2 separate regions of the Sus scrofa genome follow, and region 2 is linked to region 1. The links are chromatin contacts, called in public Hi-C maps. All regions are on one chromosome and are shown on one strand. The core of a region is the stretch at or near the end of the contact, and the rest is flanking DNA. Distances in the headings are between cores, read along the strand shown.

The links. A called contact is a pair of places that touch in the nucleus more often than the background predicts.
Region 2: a contact with region 1 is called in a Hi-C map of skeletal muscle, with 2.1 times the contacts expected there. A contact is called at or near these places in 14 of 47 Hi-C or Micro-C datasets (alveolar macrophages, embryonic fibroblasts, fetal heart ventricle and 7 more).

The regions. Positions count from the first base shown.
Region 1 is chr5:66,305,854-66,313,503 of Sscrofa11.1, reverse strand. No RefSeq gene overlaps it. Among named protein-coding and RNA genes, the nearest start is that of PARP11, 130 kb to the left of the region's middle.
Region 2 is chr5:66,440,152-66,447,801 of Sscrofa11.1, reverse strand. PARP11 (poly [ADP-ribose] polymerase 11) reads right to left here and starts at 4,319. Exons shown (of 9, transcript XM_003126559.5): 1 at 4,071-4,319.

The sequences.
Region 1 (7,650 bases), core at 1,959-4,458:
CCAAATGCAGCCAGCTTCCTACTTGCATTACCTCCATGGCAAAGGGGAGCAGGCAGGGCGGATGAAGCACGATGAATGTGGGTGCCCAGCCATGAGGATCAGCGCAGCACTGGAGAGGGTCCCCTGGGAGGCTTTGGAACTCTCTTCTCTCTAGAGTGTAAGAAAGTGCAGATAAGCCTTTTTAAAAGCCTGCAGGTGCATTGGAGGAGCCCTGGCTTCTGGAGGAGGAGAGGCATACTACCCAGACCTGTCATTCTAGAACCTCTTTGGGGGTCTTGTTTACTGGCATTTTATGGATTTTTAAAGTACACGATGTTGGAATACGCGCTGTGGTTTAGCGGGTTAAGAATCTGACTGCAGGGGCTCTGGTCACCTTGGAGGTGCGGGTTCAATCCCCAGCCCAGTACAGTGGGTTAAGGATCTGGCATTGCTGCAGCTGCACATTCAGTCCCTGGCCTGGGAACTTCTGTATGCCAAGGGTGGGTCCATAAAAGAAAAAAAAATTAAATTTTTTTTTAAAAGCACATGATGTCTAAGGGTTTGGGGTGAAAGGCAGATGCTGGAGCGTGTGCAAAATCTGTCATCTGGAGCCAGCTTCTCTCCATTGGCTGCCTCCTGGCTCTCTACCACCTCCTGTCAAACAGCTACTCTCCCACCTCTCCGTTCTGACATGACTTACAGGATTCACCAGAATGTTATCCGCATTCCACCAGGAACTCTTGCAGCGGAGCCAGCACATGGTAGACCACATTCCCCTTGGTCCAGTGTATGCGCTCTGACCCCCGCGTCTTTTCTGACAGGGTTGCGGGCAGTGATGTGCTCAGGAGCCTGGCCTCACGCTGGGCTTCGGGCAAAGGGTCTATCAACTCTGCTTTGCTTCGCAGCTCATTCCAAAGACAGGTGCCGAATCAATGGTTTTCATCCTGATCCTGATGACGCATGGACACACACACACTAGATGGGGAGTTAGACACCCTGGTGGAGCCCCTGCTGCCGGCAGAGAGCCATGTAACCTCCAGTGAGATCTCACATAGCGTCTCCAGGCCTCAGTCTCCGCATGTGTCAAGGGCGAGATTTGGACAGAGAATCTTTTTTTTTTAATTTTTAAATTAAAACAACTTTTTTGAAGTATAGTTAATTTACAGTGGTGTTAGTTTCGGGTATACAGCACAGTCATTCAGTTTTATATATATATATATATATATAAATATATAAATATACATACACATATTTACACACATATCTGTATACTTTTTCAGATTCTTCTTTTTTTTTAGGGACCCACCTGTGGCATATGGAAGTTCCCAGGCTAGGGGTCAAATCGGAGCTGCAGCTACTGGCCTACACCACAGCCACAGCAACTCGGGAACAGAGCTGCGTCTGCAGCCTACACCACAGCTTACAGCAATGCTGGAACCTTGACCCACAACAGCTCACAGCAATACCAGAGCGAGGCCAGGGATAGAACCCGCATCCTCACAGACCCTATGTCAGGTTCTTAACTGCTGAGCCACAACAGGAACTCCTACTTTTCTTTTCTTTTCTTTTTTTTTTTTTTGACCACACCCATGGCATGCAGAAGTTCCCAGGCCAAGGACTGAACTTGTGCCAACACAGCAGTGACCTGAGCCACAGCAGGAAAACTGTTGGATCCTTTAACTTCCAGGCCACGAGGGAACTCCTAGATTCTTTTCTCCTATAGGTTATTATAAGATATTGGTTATAATTCCCTGTGATATACAATAGGTCCTTGTCGGTTATCTATTTTACAGATAGTAGTGTGTATCGCTGCAGCTGCCAGCCTACACCACAGCCACAGCAACACAGGATCTGAGGCTTGTCTGCAACCTACACCATAGTTCACAGCAATGCCAGATGCTTTACCCACTGAGTGAGGCTGGGGATTGAACCTGCATCCTCATGGATCCTAGTCGGGTTCATTAACTGCTGAGCCATGAAGGGAACTCCCTCATATGTATCATGGTTTTTTGTGTTTTTTTGTCTTTTGTCTTTTTAGGGCCGCACCCACGGCATATGGAGGTTCCCAGGCTAGGGGTCTAGTTAGAGCTGTAGCCACTGGCCTATGTCAGAGCCACAGCAATGCCAGATCCAAGCAGCATCTGGGACCTACACCACAGCTCATGGCAACACCTGGTCCTTAACCTGCTGAGCGAGCCCCGGGATCAAACCTGCAACCTCATGGTTCCTGGTCAGATTCATTAGCCACTGAGCCACAACAGGAACTCCTCATGTGTATCATTTTTTAAGATTCCACATGTAATCGACAGGGACCAGAGCATCGCGAAGGGCACCTCCAGCTCTGAAACCTTCTGCTTTCACGGGGGTGCCCCTTCCAGCAGACTGTAAACTCCTCGGGGCAGGGGCGAACCTCCCTACAGTGACCCTGGAGAGCTTGGCCCTTGAAGGAGGGGCTGGACTGGTGGGGAGTTGGGAGGAGTTGAGTATCTGCTGTTGACAGACCCAGCCTAGCCTGTCACCTTCTAGGAGGAAGCGAATGGTACTTTAGGAGTAAGAGGCACTGAGGTGAGAGGGGCTGGAGGGGCTGGTTTTCCCTCTAGGGCTGCCTCTTGTTGGTGTGCCTACTGTGTGCTCCGTTCCTCACCCCCTCCCAGAGGAGCTGCTGGCAGGGTCCAGAGCAGAGCACGGATGGCGGCCATCTGTCTCACGCTCCACCCCGGAGGTGGGGGTTAAGCTCTCAAGACCTTGCAAAGATGCTCCTCACCCCGGCAGGTGTAGGGAGAACTCTCCTTTCCCATGACACAGTGAGATTTACGCTGTTCTACGAAAATGTCCTTGTCCATGGAAAGAATAGGCATAGAAAATTTGGACATGGCTTTTTGGGAAGTGAAGATTCCTCAGCTGTCATTAATATCAGTGGAAGAGGAGGCAAGTGGCAAATTCCTGTGTCCCTTACACAAATATTTTAAGTGGGTCATAAACCCTCTCTGTCCTCCCAACCAGTAAGTCCCTGCAGTGTGTCCGTGCTTGCAGCTTAGGGTGCCAGGAATGGTCTTCCAAACCAAGGGGGCACACCACTCTGCTAGCGACCACTGCTGCTTGGGGTAAACAGACTTCGGTTCTAGGAGTCGGGCTTGGATCCTAACTCCCTCACTCCCATAGCTGATGCAGAAGCTGGCCCGACGCCCTGGGCTTGATGGACCAATGGGTTGTCAGAGGACAGGTTGTCTTGTTCTATTTCCGGTACCCAAGCCCTAGCACATAGGAGTTATGTTCGCCAGACAGGCAAGGCGAGAAGTCTTGGCAGTAGCTCCAGGCGAAACCAGGAGAACGTGGTGAGGCTGATGGAGAGAGAGCGTCACTGGTTTCTGATGAGGGGGTGGGTGTCAGGGAGCAGGGCCCGAGGAAAGCCTTTTCCTGGAGGGGGAAGTAAGGTCTCGAGGGGGATCCTATGTCCTGTTCAGAGGCAGGAAATGCTCTGAGACGTAGAAAAGGGTGTAAAGGGAGGAGAGAGATTATCTGAGGGTCTTTGAGAGTTATCAGATCTTGCCAAGCCAGAGGCAGATGGTAAAACTCATTACGCGAGTGTGAGATGATTCTGCTCACACCCTCTGTGACCTACACCACAGCTCAGGGCAATGCCGGATCCTTAACCCACTGAATGAGGCCAGGGGAGAGAAATCTGGAACTTAAAACTGCAAGGTCGGGTGGAAATCCTGTAAAATTGGATTGTGATGATCACTGTACAACTAAAAAAAAAAAAACAAAAAAACAAAAACTGCAAGTTCTCACTGCTATGTATAAAATAAAGAAGCAGCAAGGATCTGTACACCACAAGGAAATATTGCTTTGTAATAACTTTTAACAGAGCATGCGCTATAAAAATATTGAATCAATATGTTGTACACCTAAAACTAATACAATATACTAAATCAATTATATAATCAGAAATATAATCAATTATATTTCAATCTTTTTTTTTCATTAAAAATGGTCCTTCAAGTAGTTCCCATCATGGCTCAGCAGTAACGACAACTAGTATCCATGAGGAGATGGGTTCGATCCCTGGCCTCATTCAGTGGGTTAAGGATCCGGCATTGCCCTGAGCTGTGATTTAGGTCACAGAGGCGGCTCGGATCCCATGTTGCTGTGGCTGCGGGCATAGGCTGGTGGCTACAGCTCCGATTGGACCCCTAGTCTGGGAACCTACATATGCCTCGGGTGCAGCCCTAAAAAGAAAAACAAAAAAAGGTCTTTTAAGCCAGTGTTTTCATTTTGTAAGTGAAGAAACCAGGGCTTTTTCCAGGAGTAACTGAGAGGACTTTTTCTAGAACAGGGTGTGTTTAGTACAGCCGTGTGGTTTCGGGGAAAAAGCATGGGATTTGGAGTTAGGCGTGAGTGGGAATACCAGCACCTCAGGTACTAACCATGACCTTGAAAGATGAGAATACCTATGTCTTGGGGCTCCTAGGAGAAGTAAGTAGGGAAATGTATGTGAAAGCCCCCCAAACTTGGCGTGTACCTGACAGCGCGCAATAGGCAGTCACAGCTTTGTTGTGACTGTGAAGGTCTTGGCTGAAGGGGTGGGGACAGTCACAGATTGAAGGGACAGTGACCAAGTTGCTTCTGTCTCCATTCTATTATAGGCGTCTCATTAATTACCGAGATCGTGTTAGTCTAATGAATACCTGTGAAAGGATTACCTGTCATGCTAATGGATCAATCATAACAGCAGAGATGATGGCAGGGAATTGCAGGTACTGCAGATGAAACGAGGCCAGGTGAAAGGAGACCTTCTCCAGGGACCTGGTCCTAGCATGGGCTCCAGTTTTTAGTTGCACATCATCTGAGGCATAGGAACTCTCCGTGTCACTCATTCACTGGACCAAGAGGGATTGAGCGTCTGCTATGTAGCCTGGCCTTTTCCTAGGAACTGGCCACATCGTAGTCCCAAAAGCAAGACTCTTTCCTGAAGTGAGATTACATTCTCATGGAGGAGAGACACAGAAAAATAGATAAAGAGATGTGTTGTTAGGCAGCTGTAAGAAGTGTGAGAATAGGAGTTCCCGTCGTGGCGCAGTGGTTAACGAATCCGACTAGGAACCATGAGGTTGCGGGTTCGATCCCTGCCCTTGCTCAGTGGGTTAACGATCCGGCGTTGCCGTGAGCTGTGGTGTAGGTTGCAGACGTGGCTCGGATCCCGCGTTGCTGTGGCTCTGGCGTAGGCCGGTGGCTACAGCTCCGATTCCACCCCTAGCCTGGGAACCTCCATGTGCCGTGGGAGCAGCCCAAAGAAATAGCAAAAAAACCAAACAAAACAAAACAAAAAAAGAAGTGTGAGAATAAGTGAATTGGGGAGGGGGGCAGAATGGTTGGAGGGATGGCTGTTTAGAGGAGGGACTGTCTCATTGGTTTCGGCCTGGATGCAGGAAAATGAGGGATTCCCTGCAAAGAGGCTCCGCTCTGGAGAACTTAGAAACAGGCCTGGGGCAGCCCCACAGGGCAAGGCCTCTGTGAAGATGCAGGTCAGAGGACCTCATGTCTTGGGTCCTTCCAAGAGATGAGAAGAGGCTGTGAAGACTGCCTGGGACTTGGCAGTGAGCCTGAGAAATGGCTCCTTGGGTCAGAACACAGGGCCACATGGCTCTGGCTCGGTCCAGCCTCTGTCACCATCTGATGTCCAAGACATGTTTGGTGGACAAAGGGCAAACCCAGGAGTAGCCCCAGAGAACTTTGAAGCTTTCCCCCGCTCCCCACTTTCCCTCACTAATCTTCGTCAGATAGGAATTTCCCAATTTAAAGCTATTTCTATTTCCCCGTGAGGGCGGGGAGCCTGTCCCATCATAGAATTCCCCTGGGCAACAAAGCACTCGCGCAGAGATGGCACACAGCCGGGCTGGAGGACCCTACTATTTTTGTCTGCTAAAGCTCCACAAGTTTACTTCCTGCTTACCTCGTAAAAGTCCTGTCCTGTCCTTTTTTTTTTTTTTTTTTTTTTTTTCTTTTTGGCTCTCCCATGGCATATGGAGTTCCCAGGCCAGGGATCAGGTTCAAGCCACCGCTGTGACCTATGCCACCAGCTGCAGCAACGCCAGATCCTTAACCCACTGTGCCGGCTGGGGATCTAACTTGCTTCTCGGGCCCCGCAGAGATGTTGCCGAGCCTGTTGTGCCACAAAAATCCTGTCTTTTTGTTTGTTTCCCATTTAATCTCATCCAAGCTTCTACAGTTACCCTGGAAGGTAACCTATAGGTTGCGAATGCGGAACGTTTCCACCAGTTCTGGTCCTTCATGACCTTGCAGATTTGCCTCTGTCTGCAGCCTTCTCTTGGCCGCTGATGACGTCTTCCAGATCCATGGCATAGGGAGCGACCCTGGGGCTGGGGGCCCTGTTTCTAACCTGCACTGGCCCTGCAACCTTGTCAGCCAGCCTCTGGGAGCGCAGGTTTCTCCTCTGAAAGTGCTGACAGCATTCCTGCATGTTATAGGCACAGACCTAGATATTAGGAGGACTGAGTCAACATTATACCCATTTCGTAAATCCCAAAGTGTACACCGAAGTGACAATTGTACCAGTGACATCCGCCCACCAACTTCCTCCTGATGGTTTGAACTCTCTCTTCCTAACTTTCCAGCTGTGAAATTTCATTTTTTTTTTTTTTTTTTTTTTGGACTCCAGCATGCAGTGGCTTGATGTGGGATCTCAGTTCCCAGATCATGGACTGATCCCACTGCGGCAGCGGTAAAAATGCTCAATCTTAACCCCTAGACTATCAGGGAACTCCCAATTTTAATTTTTTTAATGGATGGGTGGACATTGGATTTGTCCAAAGACTAAATATTTTCCCTTTGATTCTGACAGTTTACCTTTCCTCCTCTTCCCCCTTCCCTTTGACTTTACTCTTATTATTATTATTATCATTATCATCATTATTATCATCTTTCTGTGACATATGGAGGTTCCCAGGCTAGGGGTCAATTGGAGCTGTAGCCACTGGCCTACACCACAGCCAGAGCCACAGCCACACCAGGCGGAGCAGCGTCTGTGACCTACACCACAGCTCACAGCAATGTCAGATCCTCAACTGAGCGAGGCCAGGGATGGAACCTGCATCCTCATGCATGCTGGTCAGATTCGTTTCTGCTGAGCCACAACGGGGAACTCCCCCCTTCCCTTTGGGAATCCCGGGAGCGCATTGGATTGAGGGCTTCAGAGAATATCACGATCCCAAGGTTTTTCCCAAGGACATAAATATGCAGAGCCCATTTCCCTGTCATTCAAATAATTTCAACTCATTACACATGGCATGAGCTCCTGGTCTGTGTTGTGCAGTATTACTGGAGGCCATGAGGAGTTGCAGGCCGAGTAAGGGGTAATCAGGGAGCGCAGGTGGAATGGGAGTGATGGAAGGAAGCACACATAAAGCAGGTGACATTTGGCCAGATTAAAGTGCTGGGGAACATCGGGGGGTGAGCCCTGCAAACTGGCCCAGAGGGTTCAGGTCATCTCCCCAAGGTGGCTACTGTTCCTACTGAGCCTTTGCAGGGGGTGGGGGCTCTTCTGTCCTCACCTGCAGCCTGATAAAGGCTGGCAGTGTGGGGCAGGGGTCCACCTTAGCCTATGGGGAGAGGGTTATATGAGGAAGGTGTACCCCAGCCTCCGAGTAGGCG
Region 2 (7,650 bases), core at 3,070-5,569, 130 kb before region 1:
CTCCATGTAACGCCTCCATCCAGGCTGTACTGGCCATTGTCTCTCACTCTCCTGGACTTCGGTCATTTTGCTTTCTCTGCCCTCCCTGTAAGACCACTTCTGTAGCTCCAATACCTAGCTCAAGGGTAACTTTCTTCAATAAACCTTCCTGGTCCCCCAGATACTTCTGGTAATACTATCACCAGCTAAACCATATCTCCAGGCCCTTGAGAGGCAGGATCTGACTTGGTTCAGCTTGCAATCCCCTCCCGAGCATGTGGAATGGTATTTTATAGGTACTAGATGCTTATTCAGTATTCGCTGACCGACAGAGTGAAATAATGACTCAAGGACTTATGGAGTTGGGTTTAGACAGATAAACTCTGCACCATGGGAGGGGAGGGCCAGTACAGGTGTCCGTCACCCAGCTCAGAAAAGGGGTTGGGACTAAAGACGTACATCGGGCAGGCATTGTCACTAGAGAGGTAGCTGAAGCTGGGGGCTCACCAAAAAATGATGGGCTGAGAGGAGAAAAAGGTTCAGATGGAGCATTTCTGGGGGAGAAGGCAGTGCAGCTAAATGAAAATTATGATTCCAGAATAAATCTTAGAAAGGAGAAGAAACCCGAAGGAGTACGGTCCAAAAGAGAGAGCTGGAGAAACACCTCTAAGGATGCTGATGTTGTAGACAGAAGAGGTGGAAGGTGTACAGGCGGCTGCTGTGTGTGGGGACTGGCAAGTCCTTGGTGTCTCCTAGCAAGTCAGGAGCTGGGGCGGAGGTGGGGCTGGGGAGCTGAGGTACGAGTAAGAATGACAGAAAGTAGAAGACCATTCTCTCAAGAAGCTGGACAGAGAAAGGAGAGGATCGTGGTGCCCAGGGAGTCTGGAAAGAGTTGTGAATATAAAATAACAGAGAAAATGGTGGCTCGGCGTGTAAAGCACTGCACTGATAGACAAAAGTGACCACTGCTCTGGCCGAGTGGCAGGAAGAAGCAGCGTGGGCACAGGTGCTGCTGTAACTCTGTGGCCCTCCCACCCACAGGATCTTGGGAGACTCCCTGCTTCCTCACTCACCTAACTCACTAGATTGTTCTAATCATCCATGAAAAGACGTTGTGGAAGAGTTTACCGCTATCAAGGTTCTATCACTGGCATAGAAGACTCGTTATCTTAACAGGTGTGTCTGTCATTTTTCCTTTTCTCTCCTCAGAAAGAGGTGGAAACTCCCTCCTATGTAACACCGATCTTCGTCACCTAATTCCAGTAGGAGGGCTAAGACAACAGCAGAGACAGAAGAAGGCAGGGTAGCGTCGGGGTACAGAGTCAAGGCTGTGATGGCATCCCCTCCAACTCCTTCCTACCAATCTCCCCAACTCCCTAAACTGGGGACATTAGTCCAGGGCTACCTCCCCTGGTGGGTGGAGAACCATCAGCGTTCACACTGGAACTGAGTGTCCACTGCTCTGCCAGTCTGGTCTGTCAGCGGGGACCTTGTGCTGACCTCAAGGTGCCTAGCCAGAGAAAGGCTTGGGGAGAGTCAGCACTAACCTCATGACTGTCTTGAAAAATAAAACGAAATGGTGCCCTGAGATAAAGTTTATTTATAGCTCCTTGGTTATCTTGTTCTGGGTCTTTCCCCCTAAGGAAATGCTGCAAGTGCAGCGGTGTCTTTCCACATCAAGCCATGTCACAGAAACTTTTCACATGGAAGGGGCAGGCAGCTGCTTCTGAGCATGACCAGGGCCAAAGTCAGAGGAGTATTTCCTCAAAATACTTGTGACTGGAACACAGTACCAAACAGAAGCCATATGTGCAATAGGAGGTGTACTTGCAGATTACAGGTGGCAGCTCAAGGTTATGGATGCTACCAAAAAAACACACGAAGAACTTAGGCAGAAGTCTTCCATTAATGAGGTTCGCTATGGCCTTCCTCCTCAAAGCGGAATTTATCATATCACTCAACGGAAAGCAATGGTCAACAGTCATTTCAATTGGTGGGTAATACAAGAGTCATCTGTATTTATCTTTAGGATGCATGGTGGGCTTTTTTTTTTTTTTTTTTTAATCTTCCCAACTGTGCTTGGCTTAGGGAAACATTAAAATTAATTCTCATTCCACCAGCACGGCTGAAGAGATTATCCAGATGCCTCTTCTATTAAAAGAAACTAACAAATTACAAGAGGAAGCTCACGTGCAGAATGTCGACTGTGTTTCAAAAAAACAGAAACTGTCCTTATTGACAGCATTCATACCTTCACAGGAAGAATAACAGTATCAGTAAGAAAGAAGACACAATAGCATTAAGACATAGTAGAGGAGCTTAATAAGGGCCAAAGAAGAATGTGGGATTGTAGGTGGAAGGTTCACCCCTAAAGAAAGACAGCCTGCTCCATGGAAATCAAGCAAAATCATTAGGGGGATGGCAGAGAAAACTCAGCATTCCCTCCAAAGAAATGAGATAACTGCTATAACAAACCAAATATACAAGAGACTCATTAATGCTCTTATCATCCTTACAAGCACACAAGTGATCCAACAGCCAATGCAGACATAAGGTGATGGAGGAGAGGACTGAATAACAGGAGCAAAAGCCTCTCTCTAGTACTGATGCAATCACCTCTGTTAATTCAACGGATATTGACTGAGCACCTACTACATGCCAGGCTCTGTTCCCGAGTCTGAGGACACTGTAGTAAACAAAACAGACAAAAATGCCTGCCCACGTGGAGCTTATACTCTAGTGAAGTATTTAAGATATGTGACACTGGGCAAGACATGTCCTTGGGATGATGAAAGGGCTTGTTATGGAGAAATCAGAAAGAGAAGCACTGCCAATAAAAAGTGAATACACACACAAACACATATACACACATATACATACATATAATAATACAAAATGAAATTTACTAATGAAACTGATAGTGAAACTGAATATATAATCAGAGAGCACACTGTCACAATTTGAAATTATTTTTGCCAAAATCAAGCGCCAGTAGTTCCTTTCCTCTGATGTGGCTTTATATTAGAGGATTATATGTATGAACCAAAAAAAAAAAGTCTTAGTGACCACCACTGTTACACAGTGGCCTGGGATGGAACCAGCATATGTAACCAAAAAATCCAGACCAACAGACTAGTTTCTACTGGATAAAAACTTAAAAACAGAAGAGAATTTACTGATAAATCAATTTATCTGGAAATATATTCCAGGAATGGGGGGGGGGGAAGTGCTGATTACATCAAATGAGTTACTGCAAATAAGAAAACAAGGTTATTCAAGTAAATTTAGGAAGTTTTCTCAGTACATGGGGTAGTGGCACATGTTAAAGCTAACAATTTGCTGATATGTGATTCTGCCATCTTTCCACTGAATTCAAAGGCGTAAATAGCGTCCATTTGCCCTCTTACTAGGCGATTTCACCTCTAACAGGTTAATGGAATACTCTTGGCAAAGGAATTCCACTCTTTGCAGGCTGCATATGAAATAAATGAATGTATAAAAGCAAGGTAAACAAAAACAAGCGCAGGCACAATGCAAATACCGGAGGAAGACACAAGACTTGCAGTTGAAACATTCCAGGTCATCAGTTCTGTCCAGTGGAAAAAAAAAAATCTAAGAACCTCACCATCTAGAGACTTAGAACTCACACTCGGCCCACCTCAGTTTTCAATGGCTAGCCCCCGAGGAGGGAAAAGGAGCCAGCCCTGGCGGTTCCTCTGAGGCCCACTCAGGGCCCAGAGGGGCTAGTTCCCTCGCTTTAGATTGGGTTTGGGGGGTAGCTGGTGGGAACACCTGAGGCTAAGGAAGAGAAACAGGTTCAAAGGCAAAGTTGAAAAAGACGGTGGAGTGACGAGGGCGGAGAAACCGCAGCGAGTCAAAATCAATCACTGGGACAGAGCAGCCGCACGGCGCTGGGGACCCACCGGGCCGTCTCCACTGCCCGAGCCGCCAGGGCCGGGTTCTTCTCGCCCGGAAATTCAACAGCCGGCCGGCGCGGCCGTCGGGGTAGCGGGGGCAGTTCCCGGGAACCCCTCCCGCCCTCTCCCGTCAACCCCGCCCATCGGCCCGCCCAGTCCCGCCCGGCTACTCACCGGATTCGCTTCCCACATAACGGTGGCGAAATCGAGCGGAGAGAGCCTGGGGGAAGGGGCTGGCCACGGGGCCGGGGTGCTGGGTTTTTCCTGAGGGTCCCCGGGAGCGAAGGGACGGAGGGGCAACCTCCACACAGGCCTCCGTCTCCCTCTCCCTGTCACAAGCCGGCGTCTTCGGATCCCCTAACCTCTCGACTTCCGGCCAGAGCCTGCTAACCGGGGCCGGTCCCGCCCCGCCCCCGGAAGCTCACCCCGCCCCTGCCGCTCCCTTCCGGCCTGGAGCGAAGTGGGCGGGGCTTGCGAGGGTCTGGGGTTGTGGGCGGAGCTAAAGGGCTTCAGTCCAACCACAGTCCAGGGCTGCAATCCGCCTGCCATCTCCAAGTGATTCCCAAGCATCCCAGGCTGTAATTCTTCGATATTTCTTGATCACCGTATAGTGGGTGTAGCGGTAAGAGGCAGAGAGGTCTGGGAATGAGTAGCCTGTGGGACAGGCTTCACGATCTGTTTGCTCGTGCTCTGCAGGAGACGATAATAGGGTGTTGTGAAATCATTGGAGAAAGCTAGCACAGTATTTGGCATACAGTAAAAGCTCAATGAGTGGAGATTATTTGCCAGATACTGTGCTAGGCTCTGGAATGAACAAGAGTGACCCGTATGCAGTCCTCATGGAGCTTAGAGTCTAGAGGAAAAAAAATAAGAAGTAATTTAGATAACAGGATGCAAGGGTTCCCTGGTGACATAGCAGTTAAGGGTTCAGCGTTGTCATGACTATGGCTCAGGTTCCATCCCTGGCCCGGGAACTTGCACATGCTGCTTCTGTGGCCAAAAATAACCCCCCAAACAAAACAAAAAAACAAGAATTCAAGCAAAAAGGTACAGGATGGTTTATAGGTAATATGGCAAGTACAGGGTTCTTTGAGAGCATGCTTACCTAGGTAGCACAGAGGGCTGCCTCCCCCCCCCCCCCCCCCCGGTTCCCCCATCCCAAGTTTCAAGCTAAAACGTCTTGGCTGTCCTCCTATTGAACTTATCTGAGTAAAGAGAGCTAGCTACAAGAGGGGAAGAATTTCCTAGGCAAAGAAGTACCATCTACCCATGAGAAATTAAAAAGAGCTAGTTTAAGATCCTTCTTAGCTTTTCTATACCTCCACACATTAAAAAAAAAAAATTTTATTTGATCAAAGAATACCTGCATTTTTAGAGCCTGATTTTTTCACTTACTGTGATATAGATATCCTTCATGCCAAAAAAGTATAATAAATCTATTTCAAAGTAGTGGGGAAAGGATGGATTATTCAATAAGCAACTGGTTAGTCATTTGGCAAAAAGTAAAGTGGAAAAAAAAAAGGTAAAGATCCCTATCTCGATCCATTTACCAGAATAAATTTAGTGATTGTAAATTTATACACTATTCTTGAGTGTAGTTTGGCAATATGAAACAAAATTTCAAATTTCCATTTCTAGGAACTAATGTCAAGGAGGCAAATGGGACAACTGCACAGAAAATGTCTATACAAGAATATTTATTGCTACTTTTTTGGAATGGTGAAAAAATTGAAAACTACTTAAATATCTATCACAATGGATTATTTCAAATGCATATGTGTGTAACATTCATACAAGCTATGGAATGCTATGTGCATTTATCTTGTAGCCTACCACACTGAAAAGGTCTTCTTAGTTTTAAAAGCTTGTCAGCTGACCTCTCTGAATTTCTGTTAACAATCACATTACCCACAGTAATGCATTTTTCACTCTTCCTATTGCATTGGCCAAAACTTCAGAAAATATTTGAAAAACACTGGATAAGAAAATGGGCATTTGGTACGACAAGAATTTGCTCTTAGTCGGTGCTAGGTAGTCTTCAAACACACTATCATCTTTAAAGAGATTTCTTTCTATTTCTATTTTACTATAAGCTTTTAATTGTCAAAGGATGTTAAATTCCTAAACTATCCCAAGCTCTATCACTATATTCCTTTTGTATTCTGACTCATTAATATAATGAACTATTCTCATAGATTTTCTAATGTTCAACCCATCCTTATCTTCTTGAAAGAAAGCCTGCTCGGTCCCATATTTGTTATTCTTTGAATAAACTGCTGGGTTCCATTTGTTAATCTTTTATTTAGGAATAAAATTTACAGTTAATGAAATGGTCCATTGTTACTGGGTGTTTTGGTAGCTGTCTTTAACAAGTTTTGCAAAGTGAATAGTAGCAATTTAAATAATTTAGGACTTAGCTCTTCCTTGAAGGTAAAGTGGATTTTTCCTAAGCGAGTTTAGCTGGAAAGATTAGGGGCAGTTTCCCTACCTTTTGTGGGGTTGGAGCTATACTTCCTTTCCTTGAAGCCTTGGGGTTCCCTGAGCTGGTGGACAGAGCGAGGTGGAGAGAACCCGGTAATTTGGATATGTAGTGGGTGGACGCGTTTTTAAAATGTACTGCTGTATCCCAAATGAAGAAGAAGAGAACACATTTCATAAATTGCAAATAGCTGTGCCACCTTTAGTCATCGTCTTTTTTCTTATTCTTCTGGATTTATGACCACCATTAGAGAGCAAGCGTGGGAAGGGACTTTAGATTCATTTAGTCCTGGGGTCACAAACTGAGAGTTTACCCAGCTTTAGCACACATGAATAGGTTTACAATTTTGATGAGTGGCCACCATTTTAAAAGAGGGAAAAGTCACATTAAATAATGTGGCTCTCCAAAGTCCCTTACCCCATGCCAACAACTGGTCAAATGATCCTCCTACGCCAACAACTGGTCAGACTGACCCTTGGGGCTGGGAGTGGGCTCTCAGGTTTACCTGAGTTACCAGACCAATATCTCTTATCTCGTTTAAATGACCTCTTTGGACCCCTGGGTGTTTGGGCTTGTGACTGACAATAACCTACCTCTTACTTTGCTGAGGAAATGGAACGGATCCAGGACCCTCTAGAATGTCTCCCAGAAAACATCATGCACTTTCCAATAACTTTTTGAGGAGGGCTCAGTCCTTGGGCTCAGCCTTTCAATAGATGAGTCTCTGTGACCCTGTCTGGCGCTGGGACAGCCTCCCTCTGCATCATCCTTCCGGGCCAAGTGCCACAGTCATAGAAACTATGCCCCCTGACCACAGTCACTAGTTTCCTCAGAAAAAGCCAGACAGATAGAAAACATTTTGCCATATCTTTCTGGTTTGCCATGTGTGCTCTGGGTGGAGATGCTTAAACCAGGCTAAACCCAGCCCAGGGATCCCAAGACTGCAGCCTCCCTCCCACCTGGCTGAATGTCAGGAGAGCTGAGAGGACATGCCCGAGGGGGAAGAGGGAGCAGAGGAGACCTATCTCTGGGAAGAATGAAATTAATCCGATGGAGAAAACAAGTAGATGATGAGAATGGCAAGGTCGATAGGGGGAGGGGAAAAAAAAGCAATCTCACCTAAGACCGCAGAGAGAAAAGAGCACCAAGCAACTGGTGAGTTGCAGGATAAGAGTATTATCTAATATTTGAATGTGATTTCAGAATTGTTTTTATCGGGCCATGTGGAGAGCCAGAGCTGGGGGAGGGGAGCAAGGAAGGCATGTGAGAGATGGG